Regions from separate parts of the Callithrix jacchus genome. Here region 2 is linked to region 1. The links are chromatin contacts, called in public Hi-C maps. All regions are on one chromosome and are shown on one strand. Each heading gives the region's core, a stretch centred on a gene start, on an enhancer-like site or on the middle of the called end of the contact. The rest is flanking DNA. Distances are from core to core; before and after follow the strand shown.

What was found. A called contact is a pair of places that touch in the nucleus more often than the background predicts.
Region 2: a Hi-C map of skeletal muscle shows a contact between it and region 1, with 14 times the contacts expected there. The contact joins the promoter of PAX2 here to the enhancer-like site in region 1. A contact is called at or near these places in 2 of 3 Hi-C or Micro-C datasets (induced pluripotent stem cells and skeletal muscle).

What each region holds. Positions count from the first base shown.
Region 1 is chr12:93,478,442-93,481,141 of calJac240_pri, forward strand. No RefSeq gene overlaps it. Among named protein-coding and RNA genes, the nearest start is that of HIF1AN, 28 kb to the left of the region's middle. Within about 2 kb of position 1,435, at least 4 of the 16 cell types and tissues checked have an H3K27ac peak or open chromatin away from gene starts, as enhancers often do.
Region 2 is chr12:93,658,456-93,661,371 of calJac240_pri, forward strand. It overlaps PAX2 (paired box 2), which reads left to right and starts at 1,310. Exons shown (of 11, transcript XM_017979246.4): 1 at 1,310-1,410. The coding sequence starts at 1,368.

The DNA of each region.
Region 1 (2,700 bases), core at 185-2,684:
GAGAAGGACAGAAGCAGAAGCCAACCACAGTTTAAGGAGGCAGCAAGTAGAGGGCTTTTTAGGCAAGGGAGGCCACTGCACATTTAGAGAAGGTGGCAGGAGAGAGACTATAAGAGAATAAGACCTCAGAGAAGGCATGGGATGATGGGATATGAAATACTTAGCAAAGGTACACACAAGGTGATCCTGAAGCTCAGAAATACTACCTCAAGTCATGCAGGAGGGGGTACCATTGGAAATCTGATCCCCTAAAGTTATGAGTAAACAAGTGATGGTGGGGTGTGGAGGGTAGGGTAGAAAGAATGCCCAAGCTTGGTGTGGGGGCCACAGCTTGGGCAAGAGACATTTCTGGCAAAGAAGCTGACAAAGCTTCTCATGTTATCTGTAGTTGTGGCAGAAGCATCTGAATCAAATGGCTAGGAAGCTTGGTGAAGAGCCAGACCCAGTGAGGGTTGATTAATGGATCCACGTCAGCCTAGACTAGAGGGAAGTCTCCAGCAGTATGCCTGAGGGCTCAGTCTGGGCCTGTGTCCTGTCTGACATTTTTATTGACAACTGACCAAAGCAGCAGGCTCATCAAGTTTGCAGGTGATAGAGCTAGGAGGGGCAGTTAATACTTTGCATGAAAGAGTCAGGATTCGAAACGATTTCAACAGGCTGGAACACTGGGCTGGAACCAACAAGATTAAACTTAACAGGGATAAATGTAGAGTCCTGCACTTAGGTTAAAACAAAATCAATGACATAAGTACCGGGTGTGGGGGCTGGCCCAGCTTGACAGCAGTTCATGAAGAAAAGACCTGGGGGGTTTAGTTGACTGCAAGCTCAATATGAGTCAACTGTGTGATGTGACTGCTAAAATCCTAACACAGCCATGAATTGCATTAGCCAAACAGCAGCCAGATCAAGGGAGGTGTTTCTCCACTGCTTTCTGAGATGGTCAGGCCACCTCTGGAGTACCGGGTCTAATTCTGAGGTCTTTTCCCCTGCTAAGGTCAGTGACAAATGAGATTTTTGATAGGAAGCCAGCATGGCAATGGGCCTGAATACTGTCAGAAGCTTGCCAGTGATTCAATGGTGCTGAAATTTCTGGAATGAAGGACAGGAGTCTATTATCTGAACCCAGGCAAAGACTTTTATCTGGAGCATATTTCTAGGATTTAGGGGAAAATTTGGGGTCTGCATTTCTTCCTATGGCTGCCCAGAGGCATTAGCCTCTAACTTTCATCTCTGGCCTTCCTGAAGTCAGACGGTTAGCGATTAGTTAGAAGGGGTCTAGGGTAGAGGTCAGCCTGAGAGGGTGGCTATAAAACGGGGCATTGAGGTGGGAGAGAACTTGGAAATTTGGCCCTCACGCACCATCTTTCCTGTGCCCTCCCCTGGGACGTGTCGTCCCTGCTGCGGCCGCAGCGTGGCGCACTCGCTCCACGCAGGCATCTTGAGCCAATGGCGGGAGCGAAGTGTGCAGCAAGGCCGCAGCTGCGTTTTCCGCACTCCCCACTGCGGGGAGCTCGTGGGCCCTGCTCTGCTGGGGCGCAGCCGGCCCAGGTCTCCTGGGTGGCAAGAAGATGCCAGTGGTGTGGAAGAAGCTAGCCCGCGGCCGAGCACGCGTAGAATCCAGATGTGACTTCTGCTGGGCCCACGTGTTCCGGACTGAGCGACTTGGCATGTGGTCTGTCCGCCCTGGCGCGCAGCCCATGGTTCGGGGTGGGGTGCCGCTCTTCTAACATGAGGGTCTGTGGGGCCATGTTAGAGCCTGGGGCCCCTGACCCTCCACCGACTGGCCGTGGGCTGTCCACAGCCCAGCTCAGCTCTGTCTTGAGTTCTTTTGCTGTTCAAAGCGGAGTGGCGGCCACGCTCGCTCGGGTCGCTGGGATGAGGGGTTGGGCGTCTGACTGGGCCCTGAGTCTGGACCGCAGCAGGCTCGCCAGAGGGGCTGCGGGCGGGGCAGGTTTTGGGCTCCACCCCCAGAATAATTCAGTAGTTCTGGGTGGGGTCCAGGAATTTGTATTTGTAACCAGTTTCCCAGGTGAGTCTGAGGTCCGTGGTCCTCTGACCTCATTTGGAGATGAGGTCCCCTCCTCCAGCCTGGGGTGGGCCTGCTGAGGACACGGGGTTGCTCTTCAGGCAGCTCTGGCCCAGGTGGCGGGAGGAAGTGGCCGGGGCTGGAATCGGGACGCAACCTGGAAGCTCCGGATGGGCGTTGGAGAGCTGGGGCGGGGTGAACCGAGGACAGTCTGGGGGTGTGGGTGCCCCTTAGGAGCGGGGACATGAGGGTGTGGGTGGATGGCGTGTTGAGGGTGAGGGATTGCTGCAGGGAGTGGACTCAGCCTCCTGGGAGGAGTGGGAGAGGGGAAGGAACTGGAGGGATGAGGAGGCCATTGGCGTTTTCTTGGAGGGCTGGAGATGGAGGTTGATTCTGTCCTGATGGGGCAGGAGGATGGGTAATGGAGGCTGCCATGCTCAGTGAAGCCCCATGGGGGCAGCCATGCTTTGTGGTTTGTGGTGAGGCACTGAGCCCCAGGATGCTGACTGTTCCCTTTTTGGAGAAAGAAGGGAGGAGGAGAGCTTGTAGGGAAACGTTTCTGTCTCCATGTCTCCAGGGGGTTTAGGTGGAGAAAGAGAGAGAGAGAGAGAGAGAGAGAGAGAGAGAGAGAGAGAGAGAGAGAGAGAGAACTTTTGTCACAGCTCATGAACATG
Region 2 (2,916 bases), core at 60-2,559, 180 kb after region 1:
AGACTGCTGGACACTTTTCCGTGGAATGAGAAGTGGGGGAGGTGCGTGGGTGGGAAGATACCTCCAGAGGGAAAGGCGAAAGGGAAAAACCAGAAAGAGAGGGAGGAAGAGCCGGGAAGGAACGAACGGAAGGGAACTCAGAGTCGAGAATGGTGGGATTGGGGCTAGGAATGCGGACTGGGCCCGGGGCCGCGCGGCCCAGGCGGGCACTGGCCGGTGGATTGCAGGGCTGGGCGAGTTAGAACTGAGAGCCTGGCTTCAGAGCGCAGCGCGCTCCGAGGCCCTCTGTCGTTACCTGAATATTCATTAGACTGGCCGCTCTTTATCCTTATCTAACGTTTATCTTATCAGCGAGTTTCGTTTCTCAGTCTAGTTTTAATCCTGGGCTCCCATTCCCCCTCCCCCGGCCCGCTCCCCTCCCTCCCTCTTCATACGCCCGGTGCTCCCTCCTTCCCTCCCTCCCATTTCCCCCTCCTCTGCCCTCCCCTTGCGGGCACCGGAGTGACAGGCGCGGGGCCCTCCTCGCCGAAGCTCGGGGCTCCGGCGCTGGCGAATCACAGAGTGGTGGAATCTATTGCCTTTGTCTGACAAGTCATCCATCTCCCGGCGCGGGGAGGCGGAGGGGGTCTGGAGGGGGCTTTGCAGCTTTTAGAGAGACACACACCGGGAGCCCAGGCTCCAGTCTCCGGCCGAGTCTTCTCGCAGCCGCAACCCACCTGGGGCCAGCCCTGGGCTGCCAACGCAGCTAGGCTCCCTCCCTCCCTCCCTCCCTCCCGGCCCTTCGGCGGAGGCACCTTGCGCCAGCCTTTTCTGGGGGCGGGGGCCCGGCCCGCGCGCTCCCCTCTCGTAGGCGCCCGCTCGGACATCCCCGGGATTGCTACTTCTCTGCCAACTTCGCCAACTCGCCAGCACTTGGAGAGGCCCGGCTTCCCTTCCGGTGCCCTCGGGCCACCCCCGCCCCGCTCGCTCTCGGACAACCGCCTCTTGGATGACCGGGTTCCAGGGGAGCTGAGCGAGTCACCTCCCCTGCCCGGCTTCAGCCCTGGCTGCAGCCGCCGCAGGAGCCATGCGCCCCCAGTGCCCCCCGGCCCGGCCCACCGCCCCGGGGCCACTCTGCTGACCGCCCGGCCCCGAGTCCCAACGGTGGCAAGTTGCGGCTACTGCAGTTGGAAGCTCCGGCCAGCCCGGAGGAACCCCCACGGGGAGCGCAGCACTGCGCCCCTCGCCCCCGCGCGCCTCGCAGCAGCTGGGCGCTCACTCACCCTCCCTCCCCCACCATCCCTCCCTTTTCTCCTCAAGTCCTGAAGTTGAGTTTGCGAGGCGACACGGCGGCGGCGGCCGCGCTGCTCCCGCTCCTCTGCCTCCCCATGGATATGCACTGCAAAGCAGACCCCTTCTCCGCGATGCACCGTGAGTACCGGCGCCCGGCTCCTGTCCTCGTTCGGGGTTGTCCTTCCCAACCTGGTCCAGTTCCAGCGTGGCCCCGGCCCCCCGCACTCAGGTCCCATCTTGGAGCCACCCTGGCTTCTCCTGGTCCCTCCTTTCGTTCTTCCTCTTTACCTTACCTGGTGTTTCTAATGCCTCCAGCTTCTTTTCCTGCCGTCTGTCACCCATACTTACCTCTCTGCCTGCCTGTTTTCCTACCTTCCCTTGTGCCTATCACTTGCCTTTGCTCCTTCCATCCGCTCCTTCTTAGGTCATGGGATCCACAGCTCCGGAGTCCTGGTTCCAGCAGCTCTCTCCCTAGTCAGCATCTTGCCCTGTGCTGGGGGAAAATTAGCAGGCAGTTTTCAGGGTGTTGTTTTGTTGTGTTTTCTCTTTTCTCTCTCCCTCTCTTCCTCTGATTGCCTCCCTCTCTTTTTTCCCCACATCTTTATCTTTCTCAAACTCAAGAGTTGTGGGGTCCAGGAGACTCCAAGAGTGGTCAGCCTCAGTATCAGGACAATTGGGCAGACGAGCATGGGGGTGGGGTGCCCCCTTCTGACCCTCATCTCTCAGCATCTCCAGGCCCTTCCAGCCCAGCCGAGGCTTCTTGTGGGCTGGTTTGAAATATTTCCTTCCTCTTCCTTTCTTTCCCACCCCACTTCCCTGGGCTTCGCCTTCACTTCACATTGCGAATCTGAGGTTGTCAGGACGCGATGGTCATCTTTCCCAGCCTCTGCCTGGGAGATGCTCTAAAAACAAAGAGGGGTTCCGAGAAGAAATCGAAGTCAGGGAGAGAGCCAGCAGCCCTTCCTTCCAGGTGGGCCCGGCCGAGTGCAGCTCTGCTCTCAGCTCTGGAGGCTCCTCACCTAGCCTCCCACTCCACATTGAGGATCCTGGAGCCAACAACATGGCCAGGGGGTCAGCAAAGAGCAAAAATTGACGGGGAAAGAACAAAAGGAAAGCAAATGCCAAAGCTGGGAGAAAGGAAGAGAAATCCAAACAAGGGAAAGGAAATTTTAAAAAGAAAGTGGAAACAATGTTACAGAAGAAAAAGGAGAAGGGGAGAAAAGAGAGAGTTATTTTAATGAAACTTAAATTTAATTTATACCAGTCTTTAGGTTGAAAAACTGTTCCTAAATTTTTTTTGCAGGCTTTTTAAAAAAGATAAAATTCTAAATAGAAAACTCCCCCCTATCTGCAGATTAATAATTAAGGATCATTTGTAACTTTTCACAAGGAAACTTTAGACCTGGCTTGGACCTGTGCTTAGGACAAGAGAGGCGAGGAGGGAGAGCTGTGCTTTTCCTAAACATATATTTAACATTACGGGGAGGCGGGGCGTTAAAAACACTCCTGGGATAAAATATATTTTCCTAAGTAATTTCCAAGCGCAGGAAAGCCACGCTGAGGGCATCAGGCCGCCGCGGGTCTCGGCAAGCCGGCCGAAAAGCCTCGCTTCTTTTCGGGAGGAGTGGAACCGGGTCCACACGC